Regions from separate parts of the Mus musculus genome. Here all the other regions are linked to region 7. Evidence: chromatin contacts called from public Hi-C, HiChIP or PLAC-seq and promoter capture Hi-C data. All regions are on one chromosome and are shown on one strand. The core of a region is the stretch at or near the end of the contact, and the rest is flanking DNA. Distances in the headings are between cores, read along the strand shown.

Region 1 (2,700 bases), core at 22-2,521, 950 kb after region 7:
CTTTGGCTGGTTAAGAGGTCTGAAACCAATGTCCTCTCTGGGCCCTGACCCCAGGTTGCCCATATGCCACCACATGATCCGAATCTTGGGCCGTTTTTAGATTGGTTGTCACTCTGTTCTGCCTCTATACACATCAGTAAGAGGGGGAGGATGAGGGGAAACTGTGACCAATGGAGGAATACCCGTTCTCTGGCTGTGGGGAGCGCTCACAGATCTCCTCAGTCACAGATGCCCTACTTCTGAGTTCCATGTGATGGAGACTGGGTCAGGGGTGCCTTACAATCCCTGTCTTTCAGGTGGTGACCTTATTTTTAGTACCAATTTGCAAGAGGTGAAACCAATATTTTGAGCATGCCCAGACACCTGCTGGGGTTAGCCAGCTGAGCGGTGAGGGGCTGCACCCTAAGCCTTTGCTTCTAACATTGAGAATCTACTAAGCAGCTGGGTAGAGAGGTACAGCCAGGCTTCTAATCCTTTTGCTCCAAAGTATCCCAACAGCCCAGAGCATCTCAGAGCGTCTTATGTCAAGGGAATGTCTGGTGGGGAGGCCCTTCCCATGCAGGCTTCCAGAAGGCCTGGCCCTATACAATGGTGTTCCAGGAGGCAAAGAACCTTCTGCAGAACCTCGAGATCCCAGCATCCTCCTCTTCCCGCACTGTCCCCATGGCTTGCGGGAACAGGCCTCCACATCTGGTAGGTAGAGGATTCTCAGGCTCTGAAGAACTAAGCTTCTCCAACTGCTGCCAGATTGAATGGGGCTGCAGCCCTCAGATCCCACCGGGCAAAGCCAGGCGCGCGGCCCCACCTGTCAGCCAGGACAGGGTCCACTAGGGAAGACTGGGGAGAAAGCCTGAGGATGCCTGAGCTCCTTTTATTTGGGATTTGGGAGGAGATTTGGTTCCCAGGTTGGGGGAGGGGAATGAAAGATGTCAGGGGCAAGCTGGGGACACCGCGCCGTGGAAAACAGAGTGCGAGGGCTTGCCAGGGCTGCACGAGGGGTGGGGGTAGGGCTCGAACCCCGAGGAAGGCCGCGGTCCCCTAGGGCCTGCCGAGGCGTGCACAGTGCACCAGGGTCGCATTTGCACGTAACGGGGGGTGGGGGGTGGTCGTCGCCGGCTGCAGAGGGCCTCGGGCCCGGGGCCTCACTCACCTCCTGAAGTCAAAGGGCATCGTGCCGCCGAGCCGGTGGGAGCGTTGCAGGCCAGGCGGGCCGCAGCGCCGCGTGGGTCCGAGCCCGCTGCCAACGCCTCCTCGGCCGCCCCGCCCCCGCCAGCCTGCCCGACACTCGCCACTCGCCTCCCGCCGCCGGGAAGTGACGCTCCACGCAGCCCATTGGGCGCCGCCACATCCACCGGCCGCCCCTTCCGCCGCCCCATTAAAGGGGCCCGAGGGCCCGCTGAATGGGAAGGCCCGAGAGTGGGATGCTACCCAAGCCCAGGTCTCCAAGACTCCCGCTTTGGTTCTTTTTGGCCTCTGATCTTTTTTCCTAGCGTAAGTGGGGCCTCAGGACAAATCGCTCTGCCTCAGGCAGTGGGTTTTGTGCTTGTAAAACAAAGCCATTGCGTTGTGAAGATCAGAGAAAAATGCTACAAATTGCGGGTCCATGCTTGGTGCTAGTTCTGGGTGAAGGTTAAAACTGGGGGATGGGCAACGCAGTCCTAGATTGAGAAAGTCCACCCACCTCCCACCCATCCCTTGCTTCTTAGGAAAAGCCATCTGGCTCCCGAGATCCACCACCACCCCTTTCTCTATCTGTATAACTGTTAATCCCACTTTTCAACTTTTCATAGGTATCAAAGGAGGTAGTTGGGGCCCTGCTTTAGTGAACAGCCTGGCATCTAGTGACAGCTTCTCCACCTGTTAGAGTTGGGCTTAGCTAGCCACTTCTATCATCTTTCTTCGGGATTGATGCCAACCAGTACTCGTTGAGCATCTACCAACCTGAAGTCAGGAACTTGCAGGGTTATCCAGAGGCTCTGAGTTTGCACGGTTAGAAATGGTAACATACCGCTGATTGCCCCTAGGAGCCTCCATTCTCAGAAACACAGAAGTACAGAGGAAAACCTCCCTCAACTTGCTGGGCTAGAGGAGGAGGCAGCTGAACTCTAAACTTTTTGTGATTGGCTGGTCTTAGTTGTCAATCTGACATACCTGGAAGAGATTGAAGAAATGGCTCCACTACATTAGCCTAAGGGCTTGTATGTGTGTAAAGTTTTCTTAGTTCCTAAGTAATGATGTAGGAAGGCCCAGCCCTCTATGGGTAGCAACATTCCTAGGATGGGATCCTGGGATCAGAAAGCTACTGCATATGAGCAGTGGAGCCCATTAGCAGCCTTCCATCCTCCACAGGTCTCTGCTTCAGTTTCTGCTTCATGGTTCTTTTTTTTTTTTTTTTTTTTTTTTTTTTTTTTTTTTTTTTTTTTTTGTTTGGTTTTTTTGAGACAGGGTTTCTCTGTATAGCTCTGGTTGTCCTGGAACTCACTTTGTAGACCAGGCTGGCCTCGAACTCAGAAATCCACCTCCCTCTGCTGGGATTAAAGGCGTGCGCCACCACGCCCGGCCCTGCTTCATGGTTCTTACCTTGAGTACCTACTTACCCAGACTTCACTCCCTGAAGGGCGTGTGGATGTATGAGCCAGATAAACCCTTTGCTCCCAGAGCTGCTTTGGTGGGAGTTTATCACAGCAGAGAAAAAGCAAA
Region 2 (2,700 bases), core at 102-2,601, 760 kb before region 7:
CACACACCTCCTGGGGCTTTCGAGTTCCAGATAAGGGCTGCTTCACTCAGCTCTGGAAAGCAGGAAGTCCCCAAGGCTTTCCTGGTCCCTGAGAAAAGGGACAAAGCGGTTGAGTGGAGAGGCAGCGGAGCAGATGGGCTCTCCCTGCCCTAGTAGAGCACTCTAGAGATGGGAGCCCAACCATGCCCTCCACAGATCTACCCGCTAGGATCCCCCAGATTCCCTTGGCAGCCTGCACGCTCACTCAGGAGGGGGTCTGCGGATGTGACAGAGAAATAACGCCGGAAGCAGGCTACAGGGGTGACACCTGCACACCACATTAACAGGACAGTACACCTCACACACTCAGGTCACACTGGGCTCCTTCACCTCACAAGCAAGGAACCGGCTCGACACAGAATGCCGAGGACACATGCCTCTGTGCACCAGATGTTACACTGGTGACAGGGACAACCTGTAAACACTGGTTCATTCAGGAGTGCTGAAATGCAGGCTCTGAGGTGGCCATGAGCCAGGGGAAGACATCCCAGCACTTTCCCCAGCCTGCACAGAGCAACCTGTTCCTTGCCAGGACTCTCCGGCCTTGGCCTCCAACTCATGAGCTTCCCGGGAGGCCGAAGAGGGAGGACAGCACAGAACAGGCACTCGGAACGCCCAGAGAGCTGACTGTCTTGGTGCTGTGGCAATAGGCAGAGGACAAGGTGGCCCAGACAGGAAAGACAACAAACTGATTCAGCCCTAGCCACCGACTTCTCAACAATAAATGCTCTGGAGGACACCGAGGAGTGCTAGGGACAGAGTCCTCTCTACTCACCCAGGGCTCAGGAGCGGCTTCCTTGAGGATGCGGATGCTGCAAACTGGATAGAGACAGGTCTGTGGGCTGGCTGTGGGCCGCCGCAGCAGAGGCCACTCAGCCAGTCCCGGGCCACTCGGCACTCAGCTGCCCAGCCCTCTTTTCTGGAGGCCTCTACCACAGTCTCCACCCAAATCCTGGGGCTACAGCAGGTGGTAGCTCCCCACCCACCATAACCTGCTTGGCAAGGCCTTCCGCACCTTTCCCCACTGAAGCTTCCTGCTTCTCTCTTCCCCAGGAGTCCAGATCGAGGCAGGGCCTTCCTTATCTACCTGGGATTCACAGGCCAGCTTGGGAACCCTAGGCACTGACCTTACCATGGCTCACAGTCTGCTCCTTACAGCCTGCACGTCCCCGAGGGAGTAGGTGGGGGTTGGAAGGGTGCCTGCAGGATACCTTGGACACAGCCTTCCCTCTAAAAGAGGCTGAGAGCAGGCAGGGGGCCTGCAGCTAGCCCAGCGGAGGGCCTGCTTTCTACCTGAGACTGCCAGGTGCACAGGGCGCTGGGAAACACAGGGTGTGGTGTCCTGGGAGCCCTGTACTGGAGTGACCTTAGTGCTGGCCAACCACATCAGAGGTAGGACTGGCACAGGGACAAGGCAAGACTGTCCCCAAACACAAGTAAGCTTGGCTCATGAGCAGAGTGGCCTGGCCTGGGAGCTCAATCTCACGCAGCCTCGGGTCCGGAAGTGCTGTTACAGTCATGCGAAGAGGCAGCAGGGTTGAGTGGTCCCAAACCCAGGAATACTGGTTCTGAAGGTTCATCACAAAACGCTTCTTTCTTTTTTTTTTTTTTTTTTTTTTTTTGGTTTTTTGAGACAGGGTTTCTCTGTGTAGTCCTGGCTGTCCTGGAGCTCACTTTGTAGACCAGGCTGGCCTCAAACTCAGAAATCCGCCTGCCTCTGCCTCCCAAGTGCTGGGATTAAAGGCGTGCACTACCACACCCGGCTCACAAAAAAAACGTTTCTTAACTGCCATTACTCATGACATGGGAGTGATGGTCGCCAGTGGCTCGCACACGCAGAGGTCAGTCCTTCCAGGCCTCTGCTGGTACTAAAGGCATGGCCTTTAGGTGCCTTCTATACAATGGGATTTCCATTCTATAGTCCTGGCTGGCTGGGAACCCACGATCTTTCCTGAACCTGCAGGTGGCAGGCCTCCTAGGGAAAGCAACCTCCCGCCTCTGAGACAAGGTTTCTCACAGGTCTGGAGGCTGGTGAGCAGGCTAGGCTGGCCGGTATGCCCCAGAGACCCATCTCTCTCCACCTCCCCGTGCTGCGCTCGCAGGTGCACAGCCAAGCTTTTAGTGCAGGCTCTGGAAATGGAACTTAGGCCTTCACACTTCATATCAGAAAATTAAATTAAAACGAGCGTGTGGGGCCCCGTGCCTGAAACGCCATTATCAGCACAGAGATATGGGAAGATCTGGAGCCTGAGACCCTCCTTTGTCTCAGGCATCAAAAAATGAAGGAAGCAGGAAAAGTCAGTTTTTTTTCTTTTAAAATTCATAAAGTGAAAACATTCCTTTAAAATTCTGTGTGAAAGACACAGAATAATTTATAAATTGAAGGGTTTCTGGAAATTTCTGTTCCTTGTTCCCAAATCCTGACAGCCAGGGACTGCTGGGAACCTGCAGTCCTTTAGGCCCTTTCTTATGTGGCTCCAGGGGCAGGCTCCCGCAGGCACGCACGCACAGCAGCCAGAGTCCTCCTCAGGTAGAGTCACTTCCTGGCCCGGCGTGGGTGCTGAGCATGTGTAAACACACTGACCCAGGCACCAACAGCTGTGTGAGGAGACCACACAGGAAGCAGAGCCTGCAGAAGAATGAACGCTGGCAAGGTGGGAA
Region 3 (2,700 bases), core at 128-2,627, 670 kb after region 7:
GGTTGCCAGCGCCCAATGGCCCACACTGCCCTGCCAGGAGGGACAGTTCACACTCTGCACTCACAAAAGTTTTGATCTCTGGACTTTGGGTTCATGACTTAAGAGTGACTTGTTTAGCTAACCTTTGACCCTACACTCACACTCCGTTTCTATTCCAAAAGCCTCTCCTCTGGTGGCCAACTCGTCCTTCATATCTGTGTGCCTTCTGACTCACAGATCTGTTCACTCTGGGAATCCTTATATCCGAAAACAGGTGATGGACCCTCACCACATGAATTTTCAAGGGCACATCCCCTTTGCAAATCGGTGTGGTGAGCCCAAGCTCTCCCAGAGGTTAGCCTTACCATATACCTTCGGTGGGGGAGGTTTTGCCTGGAATCGATGTGCCTTCTCTTTTTGAGATTACAGCAGGAAAAAGTCCCACTCTGTTGGGTCTGGGAGGGCCCAAGTGTTCCTTAGATCCAGACAGTTGTCTTAGTACAGAACCTGGGTTCCTTAAACCCTGACAGTTTTCAGACAGAAGCAGCACTGGACTGAAAATGTCCCTCCACCTGCCTGATCTGTCCTCTGCCCCGTGGAGTAGAAGCCCAGGAAGGCCCTGGAGGATCGGGCTAGAAAGGGTCTGGGACTTTTGTGGTGGCCTAGGAGGGTGAAAAATGAAGCAGCTTGGGCTTCAGGAGAATCCAGGCAGACAACCCAGAAGGCAGCTCTCCTCCAGGAAGAGTCAATTCCCCAACAATGCTTCCTTCTCTCTGGAGAGGTGCCTGGCCCCACCGCTTAGTCTGAAGCAGGTGGCCACTCCCACCCCACAATTAGCCACTTCACCTTTCCATTCAGCTCAGAACCCCTTGGGGCCCCTCTGGGTTCCTGGGTTGAATTTGGTCCTGTAGGTCAAATTAACTACCGCTCCCCAATCCAATTCTTAAACTCATGTGTTAAACTCAGTGTTCGTCCCAGAACAACTGTCTTCTCTGTGATTCTCTTTCTATGCAGGCTACTCTTAGGCAGACTTCAGTAAACAATATTGTAGTCATAGTCTTGATCCCTGAAAATAACCCCCCTCTTCTGGCTTTCAATCCATCCTCACCAGCCCATTTAGTGATACAGGACACAGTGCAAAGAATATTTATTCAAATCCTCGACCCACCCCCAACCCTGCGTTTAGACTCAGCATAACAGAATCAGGTATTTTCTTTGAGTGTGTCTGGCTGGGATTTTCAGGCTAACGAGGAGCAATCTCCTTGCAGGAGTGGGAGACTATCCCAAATGTGTCGCGGCCCCTTTAAAAAAAGCTGAGCAGGATTTTTTTTTCCCATCCCTATGTCTATATTAGGTGACGCAGAACTGCCCGTCGCTCCTGTCATCCAGGCCCCTGGCCCAATGGCAGGCTGAATCCCCCCTACTCCAGCCTGCTCCCGCCTCTTCTGCCCCTGGTGCTCCGCGCTACCTGCTGCCGCGCGCCACATCCAGGGCAGAGAGGCGGGTGCGCGGGCGGGCGGCGGGCACCATGCGGGGAGGCTGTCCCCAGGGGTGGGCAGCACCACTCTCTGCTACCCACCTGGCGCTGTGAAACCTGCGTCGCCACCATGTTCCCCAGCCCTGCGCTCACACCCACGCCTTTCTCAGTCAAAGACATCCTGAACCTGGAGCAGCAGCAGCGTAGCCTGGCGTCTGGGGACCTGTCTGCGCGCCTCGAGGCCACCCTGGCCCCTGCCTCCTGCATGCTGGCCGCCTTCAAGCCCGAGGCCTACTCTGGCCCCGAGGCGGCAGCGTCCGGCCTGGCAGAGCTGCGCGCGGAGATGGGCCCCGCGCCTTCGCCCCCCAAGTGCTCTCCTGCTTTCCCAGCCGCCCCCACATTTTACCCGGGAGCCTACGGTGACCCTGACCCAGCCAAAGACCCTCGGGCGGATAAAAAAGGTAAGGAGAACCTCAAGCTCTTCCCTTCTGGAATCGCTTTCATGTCCAAAACCCTGAGCCAAGAAACCCAGGCCTGACAGTAGCTCAGTCCGGGGTGAAGGCTGGGCGCGGGGAGTTTGGAGTATAAGATTCCAGGCTGTCCCGCAGTCAGTCCGAAGTTTAGAGGGAACGCCGAATTTAGAGGGTCAGGAAAAAAGAAGGGAGAGAGAGAGAGGGAGAGAGTGAGAGAGTGAGAGTGAGAGAGAGAGAGAGAGAGAGAGAGAAGATTAAAATGTTGTTTTCGGCCTACAAAACCCCAGTAGGTTAGGGCCTTGTTCTTGGATCTGTTACAAAGTTAAGCTATCTAACAATCCGCGTTAGAACAAATCTTCGTACTGGAGAGTTAAAATCTCTTCCAGATTTGGGGGTACTTTGAGACACTGAGAACTGCTAAACCGAAAGCTTAGCCCCGTGTATCCTGGGCCTTGTGTAGCCCACCCTGCCTTTCTGGGCCTTGCCTCCTTTGTGCCAAAAGAGAGGAGTCTGGGGACCGGGTTGTGATTTTGAGATGCGATGCTGCGGATCCCAGGAGCTGGGGTTGGCTTTGTTTTTCTAGTACAATCTCCAGGCAGGATCAGGCAGAAATTCCTTTCTGGGAACTGTTGGGAAATACGGAACGAATAAAGACACTGAGAAGTGAAGAGCAGGCTTCCGAAGGTGGCCGAATACCAAATATCTCAGAGTAGGGAGAGGGGCTCCTGGCCAGCTCACAGAAGGAGCAGGGAAGTCCCAGGCCCAGATCCT
Region 4 (2,700 bases), core at 159-2,658, 570 kb before region 7:
CCACCTGGAGGGAAATTCCAAGAAGCACACCCCGAAATTCCAAGAAGCACAATGGGGAGGGAGGAAGGAAGCTTAGTATGTGCTGGAGATAGTTTAGGTGGTCGGTGAGAATTGAACCCAGGGATACCAACCAAGCTACAACCTTAAATTCTTTTCAGTAAATCCTACCTTGCAGTATTGGAACTGAACCTGGGCCCTCAAACATGGCCGGCATTTTGTTACTAAGTTGCACCCATTATCTGGCTTTGTTTTGTCTTTAAACTTTAGTTGCTTCGTCTGTCCTGGAACTGTGTAGTCCAAGCAGGCCTTGGCCAGTCTGTCCTCTTGCCTCAGTCTCCCCAGTAGCTAGGGTGACAGGCCTGCACCGTTACTTTCAGGTTTTCCAAAGTCAGGGATTGGCAAGCAAAGCAGCGGCATCAGGCGGTACAGCCATTTCCGGGGGATCGCACGCCCTCTTCTGAACGCCTGGGGTACTGCATGGATGGGATGCATTTGCATAGGTTTTATGATGACTTCAAGTCAGAGTAATTAAGAGGCCAGAAAGAATATGAGGGAAAAACACCCTCTCCATGTTCTCTCCCCAAACCCAAGGCGTGGGTATTTAAAAGACTTTAATCCCTGCAGAGGCAGGAAGATCTGAGTTTGAGGCCAGCCTGGTCTACAGAAGAGTTCCCTGACTGCTGGGGCAGCATAGAGAAACTTTCTTTGTCTTGGGAAAAAAGCAAAAAACACAAGAGAATGTTATATGTAAAACAAGACAATTTTATATGTATGGGTATTTTGCCTGCGTGTATGTAAATATATGTAAATATAGGAAGTATGATCCCGAGGAACTGGAGTGGCAGATGGCCGAGATCCATCATGTTGGTGCTGGGAATCGAACCCTGGTCCTCTGGAAGAAAGCCAGTGGTCCTAACAGCTGAGCCATCTCTCCAGGCCTCACCCTCCATTTTTTTTAAGAATCTGGAAATGGAGCTCAGCCTATGAGGTCCCTTCCATGCCCAGCACTACATGAACCCTTGGTGGTGGCTCACACGGGTGACCCCAGCACTCAGGCAGAGGCTGTAGGGTCAGCAGTTCGAGGCTAGCACCCCTGTGCATGCTCTGCAGGCTACCCCTAAGCCCCAGATCCTGACACTTGGAATCAATAGGGATGACCGTCCTGCCCCAGTCTCGGTCTCACCCAAGGTGGCGGCAGATGGTCGGTGGCGGGTCGCGATGCTGGTGGGGAGGGCTGCCACGCGCCTCGCGCCTCGTTGCCAGGACACCTAAGCTGTTTGTTTGGCAACACCGGGCGTTCCCACTCCTGCTCAGTTCGCAGGGTGGGGATGTGGAGTGTGTGACAGCATCGACGTGGGGCTCAGTGGCTCCACCCAGCCACGCCGCCCCTGCCTCATCCCCCCAAGTGGTTTAGCCCACCCGCACCCCGTGCCGCCCAGCCAGCCAGAGCGGGCGGGCCGGCAGAGAAGGAAGTGAGCTGAGTGGAGAGAGGGAAGGGGAGGGAGAAAGTGGAGGGGGAGGGCGGAGGTGAGCCACGGAGGGGAAGGGATGAAAGAGGGGAAGGGAGAGGGGAAGAGGAGGTGAGGGGAAGAGGCATACTGAGAGGGAGAGACAAGGGGTGGTGAGGGATGGAGAGGGGTAAGGGGAGGGGCGTCCGTCGGGGCTGCGGCCTCAGTTTCTTCCTGCGCCAGCTCTGGTCCCCCCTGGCCCTGACGAGCCCCCAACATTTGTCACCACACAGATACCACCACCACCACCATCACCAGGATGCCAGACGTGAAAGAGAGGGCGGCCCGGAAGGAGCCCGGCGCGGCAGAGAGCGCCTCCCGTGAATCCCGCGGGGGAAACACCCGGGAGAGCGCGAGCAGCGCCCAGGGGCACCGATCGTGTAGGTTCAACCGTCGCCCGAGCACGGCCGCCCTCACCCCAGGGTCCGCGCAGGGGCGCGGGGTAAAGACGGCGCCACGAGGTCCCGTGGGCCACGGAGGACTGCGGACTGGCCCGACCTCCCGGTGTCCCCAGCCCTCCGCCCGAGCGAAGCTCCCCTCGGTCACGCGTGGGGCACCGCTTCCGCCATCCCCGGGAAAGGGCCACCTCGGCGGGACCCCGAGCTCGCACAGGCTAGGTATCTGCTTGAGGCAGGGTCCCCCAAGTGCGGGGACTGCAGGTCCGGACCTCCCTCCCCCTCGTTTCAAATGCTCCCGCACAAGCGTTGCCATGGATTTCCTGTGACGCTGGACAGTTAGTCTCTCCTCTGTGGCCACGCGGGGTCGCTGCTGCTTAACGCTGTGACTTGAGACAAGATCCAGGTGTACCCGGAGGGGTGGGGTGGGGTGGGTTGGGTTCGGGCTGGGGTTGTGTATCCAAATAGGAACCTGGCCTGTGGGGTTCAAGGTCAGGGCGTGCTGGTGCTGCTGGTTTGGAAACAGTTCTTACAATGGCTGTTGCATCCATAGGTACAGTGACTCCTGAGTATACAATCAAATTCCTTTTGTAAAAATTTGGAACTGTGTATAACACGTTGGCTTTGTTGTGTTGCAGTTTTCTTTTTTTAGGGGGGCAATCTGAATTTTTAAGAATTGTAGCCACACTTAAATCTCTACTCTTTAAGCCCTCCTTGTTCCGGAGTGCTCTGGGCGGAACTGGCTGCTTCTTGCAGTTGGAGAGTTTCTTGAGGAGTGGCTGTAGCTTTGAAGGTTT
Region 5 (2,700 bases), core at 80-2,579, 540 kb after region 7:
CTTTTCCTTTGTGCCTCTTGCTATCTCCTCCTTACACTCAACGTTTTCCTGATTCACATATAAGATTTGGGAAGCTTGTACAGGAGGGGCAGGAGGATCTACTGTTGAGCTCTCATCCTCTGAAGGCTTGCTGGGAAGAGCAGGTGTAGGCAATGGGTGGGATCCACAAGCTTGGGAAACCCCTCCCGACACTCTCTCCGGCTGAGGAGTCTGAAAGAGTGGAGCTGCTGACCCCTGCTCCTCTTCCTCCTCTACTTTCACCTGAATCTGTAACATTCCTTCTAGTTCACTCCCCTCCCCTCCAGCGGGGCTCTCAGGGAGAACAGAATTCTCTGTAGAAGCAGAGGAGCGTACTGGGTTCTGGAAAGGGGAAGAGCGAATGCACCAGCCTCCTGAAGATGTTGTGGAAATAAGTGTGAGGCTGGAGGCTCTTCCACCGGCTGAAATCCCACCAGACGTTTCTAGTTCTCGAAGAATCTCTGAGCACCGATCTACCACTTGCCACATCTGAAGGCCGCTGGCTACAAGGAGATGGGCAGGGAGGGCATCCAGCGGCAGGTGGAGGCTTCCTGAATAAATGAGCTGAAGCAGTCCCTCGAACGCATCGGCCTCGATGACATTCGGTAAAGTCAGTCGGGGCGCATCCCCCAAAAGCAGCTTGTCATGGAAGTAAGGAGAGGCAGCAGCCAACACTGCTTTGTGAGCCCTAAGTTCCCTGCCCTGAACCAGGAGGGACACATCACAGAACTTTCCCTCCAGCCTGTGGCGGTTCAGGGATTCCAGCAGCGAAGAGCTATGATGAGGGAACTCAATGTGGATTGTCTGTGGGGCTGGGTTGCATCTCGGAGATGAGGATGCGGGAGGCAAAGGAGTCGAAGCATCCATGGCTACCTCGGGAAGAGAAATAAATCCCGGGGAGTCGGGCAGTGCAGGGTTCTATACGGGGTGAAGGCTGCGGAGGAAAGAGACTGGGGTCACACAAGTTCGGGGTATGAGACCTGTCTCAAGCCGCTCGCCACCGACCCTTGAAAACTCTTCGGTGACAAGCTTCTGTATATTAGTTCCGCCCACCAGGAAACCCAACAAAACACCAGGGTTTACACCTCCAGGCCCAGCGGAAGCTAAGGAGGGAAGGGATGGCGCCCCACCTCGCCGGCTCCGGTCGCCCTCCGCCACCGCTCGCCCCTCCTCACCGTGCTCGCTCCGGCCGGCTCAGTGAGCTCCGGCCCCGCGACGTCCCACCGACACGCCCCCACCGCACGCGCGACCGCGTCGGAGCACCTCAACCGCCAGTGCGCCTGGCCGGCCGGAAGCTACCGCAGTTCCGCCGGACGCCAATGCGGCCAGGCACGGAGGGCGGGACCAGTTCTGCAGCCAATGGGAGAGCGGCAGCCTACAAGCCGTCTCCTCATTGGCTGTGCGGACGGAGGGCCGGGGCTTGGGGAGGGCGGCGGAAGTGGAAGGCGGTTCCCTCAGTTCTGGAGTAGCAGTGAGGGGAGCCACGGGCTCCGCAGTAAGGCTTGCTTCCCTCGTCCCGCCGCGCGAGGTAGGTGCTGCTGCCCTCCGCGTGCACGCGGGACAACCGGGTCTGAAGTCTGGAGCGCACGCTTGCTGAGGACCTGGGTCCTTTCCTCCATTTCGCAGAGGAGCGTCCTCACAATTAAGCCCTAAGTCAAGAGGGTCTTGCACAGACCCTGCACTTGGAGTCTTTGGGGCGCTAAAGCGAGTCCAGTGCTGCGGCGGAGAGAGAGCGGGAGTGTGAGTTTCACCAGGAAGACCCTGCGGTATATATTGTTCTCCTGACTGGGTGGTATAGTGTGTAATGTAAGAGGACTGTTCTTTCCAAAAGTAGTCCCTGTCACCCTTCAGGTCGTTCTGGAGACCCCGGGCTAAAAAGTCGGCCCAACGCCGGGGGAGGCAGCACTTAGTCCCAGCACTTTGGAGGCAGGGGCAGGCAGATCTCTTGAGTTCAATCAAGGCCACCCTGGTCTACAGAGTTCCAGGCCAGCCAGAGCCACACAAGGAGACTCTCTGTCTTGAAAATCCAAAAATAAATAAAAGTCAGCCCAGTGATAAAAGAACAATCTCCGTTTATTAAACATGATTTTTCTGTTTCACCACACACTCCAGAAAAGAAAAGAAAAAAAAAAAAAGGAAATGGGCCTGGGAGTGGGAGAAAAGGGGGGGCAGTGGTGGGGGACCAAGAGTCTGGGAGCAGGGGCAGGAAGGAGAACGAGTAAACAAACAGCAAAAAAAAAAAAAAAAAAAAAGAGTAAGAAGATCTTCTCCCTACTCTTAAGGTGGTGGGTGGGGAGGGAAGTGAGGGGTGGGGCTAGGGAGCCAGGAAGCTCTGTACAGAGGGGTCGCCTCCCAGCCCCCCTCCCCAATTATGTACAGTACAAACCCCAGATAATTACAACAGCCAAAGAGGAGGGAGGAGGTTCAAGGGTAAGGCCTGATGGGGAAAGCAGAGGAAAGGGCATGGGATAAAATTTCACATATTTACAACTTTTATATAAGTATAAATTTGGCCCCGGCTGGGTGGGTGTATGTAGAGGGTTAGACCGAAGGAGAGCTGTCCATACAAAAGAAAGATCGAGTCTGGAGTCTGGGAAGAATTCTCAATACCAAACGCAAGGAGTGAAGAGACAAGGCTGGGTAGGGGGCAGCAGTCAGAGAAGAGGGGGTACCCGGGAGGGG
Region 6 (2,700 bases), core at 39-2,538, 730 kb after region 7:
TCTATGTAGTACAGGCTGGCCTCAAATGCATGATGGTCCTGCTTATGCCTCCCAAGTGCTAGAGCCACTACCCTAGCAACTCTGTGTTATGTATGTATATGTATTTACATGTGCATTCTGAGGACTGAAACTAGAGCCTTGCACATGGCTAAACTTTAACTCTACTCTGAGCTAAATTTACCCCCAGCCTCTGGTAATCTCACTTGTATAAATCTTGTTTATTTTTCTAGAATTGGCCCATTTTTTTTGTTTGCACATCTCAGGAGTAAAGTTTGCGGCGTTTCTTTACCTGTTCTCTAGCTTACTCACAAAATCAACACTTCCTCACAGCACAGGATAAACTGCTAATGTGGCAGAGTGTACATCTGGCTTACCAGAGAGCACTACTCTCCATGCTCCTTTTTATAGGGGCTAGTAAAGCCAAGCTTACCCCAACAGCTAGGCACAGCCCATTTATGCAGCACTGGGGATGGCGAACCCAGTGCTGGGCAAAGTCCTCACCAGCGGAGTCACACCCCTACCCTTTCCTTATTTGCTGTCACAGCTTGTATTCTGAGCCGGTTGGGTTCTTTTTGCCAAACTCTGGAGCCATTTCTACATTCCCTGTTCTTGCTTGTGTTCCTGCACTACTGTCTCCTACTTAAGACCTGCTTCCAGATAAGCGCCTCATTTTCCAGTCTGTTTCCGGGTAGGGAAGCTCTAAAATGATTTTCCTAGGCTGGCTTTCCCCATCCAGGTCCTAATACTGGCACTGCCTGCCTTCTGACCCAGGATCTTGCACAATATTTGAATTCTTTGTTCAAAAAATTACAACCACGTCCCAGGTTAACTTAGTTAGCTTCGGGCAGGGACTGTCGGGCCAGGTGGCTTTGGGTGCCTCAGGGTCCCTAACTTAGGGAAGTGGGCGTGGGAGGCGAGCAGGGCGAGGGGTGGGGCGGGGCTACAGCCGAGAATGCGGGTGGGCGGGCTAGCCCAGCACGGCTGCAGTCCAAGGAAAGGGAGCGGCGTGTTAGGGTAACTCAGGGGTGGGCAAACCAACAGTTCACAAAAGAAAAGCCTGAAGGTCAGTGATCTCGGGGAACCGACCGAATGGTGCCTTAGGAGCCATCCTGGAACCGGACCAGGCGCGAATATTCTGGAAGATGTCAAGGCGGCCATCGAGAGCCGGACAGGAGCCTAAGAATTTGTACCTGGATAAGCGCCTTCACCTCTAGGTCGAATTTGACAATCTCTTGGTTACAGATCCGGACGTGGACATCCTGGGGAGCCGCCATGTTGGAAATGCGGCTACGGCGAGCGGCAGCAGCCAAGCTTGAACGCGTTCACGTGGCTCCTGCCCGCCTTTCCGTACTTCTTCAAATGTGATGCTGCGGGAGACCCCGTGTGGATCAAACCAGGTCAAGAGTCCAGACCTGAAACTTTTCTTGTCACGTAGAACACGCACAGCTTCTCTGGTCTGCTCCTACTAAACGGAAAAGTGGAATGTGATTATGAAGAACCATTAGAGTTGGGGTGGGGGGGAGGGGAAAATACAACTCAGGTGATGATAGGCTGGCATGCCACATGGCCTTCAGGTTTGTTCCCAGTACTAGAGATACAACAACAACCCGCTATTCTAGTGACCTTTTGGATGGAAAAAAAAAAAGGATCAATTCGGATGTCACCAAAGTTACATTTTTTTTCTTTAAAATTTAAAGCAAAATGTATACAGTAGGTATGCATTATGGAGGAAGACACAAAACTTGTAAAGGTGCAGACTTAAATACAGGTCACTGGGGCACCTCCATTAGTACAACCATGATCCTGCATTGTTGTCCTTACACATTTCTATGGCTCTGGTCCTGCCCTTTGTGTAGAATTGGATTCCAAGTATCTCATAGGAGTAGTTCTGACTGTGTGGTGTGATAGAAACAATGTCAGTGCAAACCTCAAAGAAGGGTAGTGTTTTTTAAAATTATTATTTCTTAAGCCCTCAACACCACTGGACACTTTTCCCCCACCCTCCGGGATTCTCCAGGCTCTGTCGTCTTGGATATGGGTTCCCTCTTTTTAAAATGTTTTTCTCAAACTGCACACACAGCCCCCAGTCTCCACGCCTACCTGTCCCAAAGCACCCTGTACCACCCACTTCCTAAAAGGTGCTCAGTAGCTGGCTGCAAGTATCAAAGGCCTGGATTCCAGGCTTGTAATCAGTTTCCTCAGTAGCATCACTCCTAAGTTAGGTCACCTAGAGGATGGAATGAGGTGTTGATAATGTAGCATTGAACTCAGTGCTCACTAGTTGCTATACATGTACTGTTAAGAAACACTCTGGGAGTTACTTCCCTACGTGCGGCCATTTTCTATGAAATGCTTCTGCCCAGCAGCTGCACTTGATTTGTTAGGCTATAGAAGTGGAAGGAAGAGGGGGTGGAGGACGATGACAGAACACACGGGACAGGTGAAAGGCCCTAAGTATTTTCTTTGCTTTTCTGAGGCAGGGTCTCACAGAGCCCAAGCTGGTTCCCAGCTACCTATGTAGCCAAGGATGACCTAGAACTGCTGGAATTACAGGCACTGATTAACACCGCAGCTACTAGACATGCATTTTAGCTCCACACAAGCTTTCCTATATCCTTTTTATCTGGGTGTGGTAGCATATGACTTTATCCCAGCACTCAAGGGGTAGAGGCAGGGAGATCCCCATGAGTTCCAAGCCAG
Region 7 (2,700 bases), core at 82-2,581:
CATAGATGAACGAACAATCTGCACACTTCTCTCAGAAACCGCGGGCCGACTTGGTAAAGGAGACATGTATTTGGGTCATTCCATGTGACAACAACAAGAGTACACAGTTTGACAACAGTTATTCATACACCAAACACTCCTAAGCTCAATGGGGTCCAGGCCCGGGGCCAGGCACTGCATGAACGGTGGTGAACAGTCACCGCGCTGGCCTTCATGGTCTGGAGAGCTGGCGATGGAGGCCTGCATTGGTAGGGGATCAGGGAGAGAAGCAGACAGAGATAGCTCGGGCCTTGCTAGTCCTGGACTCTCCCAAGCATTCCTCTAGGTTCTTTGGAAATCAGGGGGTCTAGCAGTCAGGATGGCGGAGTGTCTCAGGCCTGGGCACAGTGAACACCAGGTGGCACTCTGCGCCCTGGCCCCCTCTCCAGCTGTTAGCAGCCACCCACTCCCCTGGCTCCCCAGCACGGTAGCACCCAGGATGAGGCTCGCCACTTCTTGGGGCTCCCGGGGAAGCCACTTCTGCAGTCTGGGCCTGTTTGCAGCTCTTCAAGGATTGCGTGGTCTGTCCCTGCCTTCCTCTAGGCCTGCCTCGAAGGCACCCTTCCGGGATCATCAAAGCCCACGCGAGGGGAAGGGGGCAGCGAGCTGCCAACCTCTTGAGCTGAGGAACTCTTCTTGGGGCTAGTTCAGGCCACCTGTTACACCGTGTTCAGTGGATCGGGTGTGTGTGTGTGTAAATTGCTCCCCTATTTTGGGGGCTCTGGGGTGTTAGTGCTTCAGGGTAAAAGCGCTCCTCTCCACAGATCGTGAGACCTGGGCAGGTGGATTGACGTCTCTGGGCCTCAGTTTCCTTCCTTGGCATGCTATGACAGAAATGTGCAAATGAGCATGCCGCAGGGGGGCACACGCCACGTGTGTGCGCGGCTATGAGAAGCGGCCCCGCGGGTGGGGGGTTCCAGTGACGCACCGAGTGGGTACGGCTCGCCCCTAAGGGTCCCTAGGCTCTGCTGTACTTTGCAGGGTGTGCGACGGGAAACTGGGTTCCCTGACCCTCGACTTGTGTGGGTGAGGAGGGATCTTCGCCGCGTCTTTGGGGTGCCCGGGTAGTGAGATGGCGCGCTCACGGGGCTGATTGGGGGGTGGGTAGGAGGAGTGTAAGAGGGGAGGCTTCCGGGAGCGGGCGACAACCGGGTGCGGAGGGAGCGGGAGCCGCCGGCGGGGAGGGCGTGGAGGGGTGGCGAGTCCCAGCTTCCGGAGGTGGAGGTGCGGGTGTGTGGGGGTGGACCCGGGCTCTCGCTCTTTAAAAGGCCGGCGGAAGCGTGGTGCGCTCGCCCCGCACTCGCGGCGCAAACTTGCGGGCTGGGCTCGCGCGTGCGGTGCGGCAGGGCGGTGGGCGCCGGGAGCCGTGCGGCCCCCTCGGCCCTCGGCCCGCGCTCCCGGCGCTCGCGCCCCTCCCGCGCCGCTCGGCTCCCTGTGCTAGGCTCGCACGCTCCCATTTTCTCCTCGCCGCCGCCGCCGCCGTCAGGTGCCCGCACCCCGGCCGGCTGCGCTCGCTCCCCAGCCCCGATCCTCGGCGCACGCAGCGCCCCGCACCGCCTCGCCCGCGCTCTCGGGCTCCGCGGCGGCGGCGGCGGCGGCAGCGGCAGCAGCAGCAGCACGGGCACCGTGGCGGCCGCTCCCAGCTCCAGCTTCCCGGGAGCAGCAGCCGAGCGCCACCGCTCGTTGCTCCGAGGCTCCGGCCAAAGCGGCCGCCAGCTCCTCCCCGCCGCGCCCGGGACCGCCGGCGGCTCGGCGCCCGGTTTGGTCCGCAGCGTCAGCGCCACCCGCCGCGGCCCGGGCTCCCGGCACCGCGAGCAGCTAAGAGCTGGCCGCCGCCTCCCTGCACTTCCCGGGCGCAGCCGACCCCTAGCCGTGGCGTTCACCTCGCCGATGCGCGGTGAGTTGTGGCCCGAGGGGCACGGGCGGAGGGGACGATGCCCTCCGGCCTCCGGGAGCGCGGGCTGCGGCGGGGACCCCGGCGTTTGAGGAGGTGGCCTCTGCGAGCTCTCCCTAGTTCCAGGAGGAGGGCGCAGGACCCAGGGACAGGGGCTTCCCTCCGGGCTGGGGCCGCCCCTCCGCTGCCCCCTCAGGGATGGGGCAGTGTTGTCTGCGGGTCTGGGGGAAAGTGGGATGGGGGCTGTGACGGGGCTGCACTGATGACAGGTGGAGTTGGTCCCGATGGGGACGGTGACAGCCGCGCGTCCCCTCTGCGGAGAGGCTAGGCTGTGGGGGCGCGGGGCGCGGTGTGCGCCTTTGCGCCGTGGTCCTCGGCCAGAGGGCAGCGCCAGCCCCGTGTTGAGGCTCCCTGCTCTGAGAACCGCATCCAGCCCCGGCACCACCTTCGCCACTGGCTGGAGCCGAAGCGCCTCCCGCCTGCAGCCGCCGCCGTGGTTTGCGGTGGCGCTGCAGGTCTGGGGTCTCTCCGCAGCCCCGGGACCTGAGGTCAGGCTTTCTCTGGACACTTGGGACCGAACCCTCTCTGAAACCCTGGTGAACCGAGCGTCTCTAAGGGCTCTGTGTGAGCGCGCGTGTGGCGGGGGAGGTCCCTGCTCCAGGGTCGCTTCCCCGAGCCCGCGGGCAACCGTGTCCCCTCCCCGCGCGGGGGCGGGGCCGAGGTGGAGGCCTGACTGTGCGCTGCGCCCCCGCACCCCGCACCCGGCG

What was found. Promoter capture Hi-C pulls out the DNA fragments that hold promoters and counts their contacts. Hi-C and Micro-C count contacts between places; a contact is called where the count stands out from the background. HiChIP or PLAC-seq counts read pairs in DNA pulled down with a chosen protein or histone mark.
Region 1: an H3K4me3 HiChIP or PLAC-seq map of embryonic forebrain shows a contact between it and region 7, with 6 times the contacts expected there. The contact joins the promoter of Ergic1 here to the promoter of Grm4 in region 7. A contact is called at or near these places in 1 of 39 promoter capture datasets (hippocampal neurons) and 2 of 115 datasets of contacts at active chromatin or transcription factors (the NIH/3T3 cell line and embryonic forebrain).
Region 2: a contact with region 7 is called in a promoter capture Hi-C map of pre-B cells, with 2.5 times the contacts expected there. The contact joins the promoter of 1810013A23Rik here to the promoter of Grm4 in region 7. A contact is called at or near these places in 1 of 39 promoter capture datasets (pre-B cells) and 1 of 115 datasets of contacts at active chromatin or transcription factors (pancreatic cancer cells).
Region 3: a Hi-C map of embryonic stem cells shows a contact between it and region 7, with 5 times the contacts expected there. The contact joins the promoter of Nkx2-5 here to the promoter of Grm4 in region 7. A contact is called at or near these places in 8 of 39 promoter capture datasets (the C10 cell line, embryonic stem cells, hippocampal neurons and 2 more), 15 of 484 Hi-C or Micro-C datasets (embryonic stem cells and stem cell-derived epiblast-like cells) and 4 of 115 datasets of contacts at active chromatin or transcription factors (embryonic forebrain and embryonic stem cells).
Region 4: a contact with region 7 is called in a promoter capture Hi-C map of stem cell-derived epiblast-like cells, with 3 times the contacts expected there. The contact joins the promoter of Tcp11 here to the promoter of Grm4 in region 7. A contact is called at or near these places in 3 of 39 promoter capture datasets (embryonic stem cells, hippocampal neurons and stem cell-derived epiblast-like cells), 1 of 484 Hi-C or Micro-C datasets (the N1E-115 cell line) and 1 of 115 datasets of contacts at active chromatin or transcription factors (embryonic stem cells).
Region 5: a contact with region 7 is called in a promoter capture Hi-C map of hippocampal neurons, with 10 times the contacts expected there. The contact joins the promoter of Zbtb9 here to the promoter of Grm4 in region 7. A contact is called at or near these places in 11 of 39 promoter capture datasets (the 3T3-L1 cell line, 3T3-L1-derived adipocytes, the C10 cell line and 7 more), 1 of 15 datasets of contacts at CTCF or cohesin (pro-B cells), 3 of 484 Hi-C or Micro-C datasets (the G1E-ER4 cell line and cortical neurons), 10 of 115 datasets of contacts at active chromatin or transcription factors (SST interneurons, craniofacial prominence, embryonic basal ganglia and 6 more) and 2 of 9 other capture datasets (adipose tissue and embryonic stem cells).
Region 6: a promoter capture Hi-C map of stem cell-derived epiblast-like cells shows a contact between it and region 7, with 3 times the contacts expected there. The contact joins the promoter of Bnip1 here to the promoter of Grm4 in region 7. A contact is called at or near these places in 4 of 39 promoter capture datasets (the C10 cell line, hippocampal neurons, pre-B cells and 1 more) and 1 of 484 Hi-C or Micro-C datasets (cortical neurons).

What each region holds. Positions count from the first base shown.
Region 1 is chr17:26,560,083-26,562,782 of GRCm38.p6, reverse strand. Ergic1 (endoplasmic reticulum-golgi intermediate compartment (ERGIC) 1) reads right to left here and starts at 1,271. Exons shown (of 10, transcript NM_026170.3): 1 at 1,151-1,271. The coding sequence starts at 1,170. 1700049J03Rik (a long non-coding RNA gene) reads left to right here. Exons shown (of 4, transcript XR_001782188.2): 1 at 1-693.
Region 2 is chr17:28,270,359-28,273,058 of GRCm38.p6, reverse strand. It overlaps 1810013A23Rik (RIKEN cDNA 1810013A23 gene), which reads right to left and starts at 1,351. Exons shown (of 3, transcript NR_045427.1): 1 at 1,172-1,351; 2 at 815-858; 3 at 1-88. The region is part of intron 2 of Ppard (peroxisome proliferator activator receptor delta); the gene reads right to left.
Region 3 is chr17:26,840,242-26,842,941 of GRCm38.p6, reverse strand. It overlaps Nkx2-5 (NK2 homeobox 5), which reads left to right and starts at 1,377. Exons shown (of 2, transcript NM_008700.2): 1 at 1,377-1,917. The coding sequence starts at 1,587.
Region 4 is chr17:28,079,347-28,082,046 of GRCm38.p6, reverse strand. It overlaps Tcp11 (t-complex protein 11), which reads left to right and starts at 1,408. Exons shown (of 10, transcript NM_001085555.1): 1 at 1,408-1,472; 2 at 1,742-1,888. The coding sequence starts at 1,768.
Region 5 is chr17:26,971,808-26,974,507 of GRCm38.p6, reverse strand. It overlaps Zbtb9 (zinc finger and BTB domain containing 9), which reads right to left and starts at 1,329. Exons shown (of 2, transcript NM_001005916.2): 1 at 1,194-1,329; 2 at 1-952. The coding sequence starts at 885. Syngap1 (synaptic Ras GTPase activating protein 1 homolog (rat)) reads right to left here. Exons shown (of 19, transcript NM_001281491.2): 19 at 2,074-2,700.
Region 6 is chr17:26,779,667-26,782,366 of GRCm38.p6, reverse strand. It overlaps Bnip1 (BCL2/adenovirus E1B interacting protein 1), which reads right to left and starts at 1,288. Exons shown (of 6, transcript NM_172149.5): 1 at 1,191-1,288. The coding sequence starts at 1,274.
Region 7 is chr17:27,512,028-27,514,727 of GRCm38.p6, reverse strand. It overlaps Grm4 (glutamate receptor, metabotropic 4), which reads left to right and starts at 1,331. Exons shown (of 11, transcript NM_001291045.2): 1 at 1,331-1,936.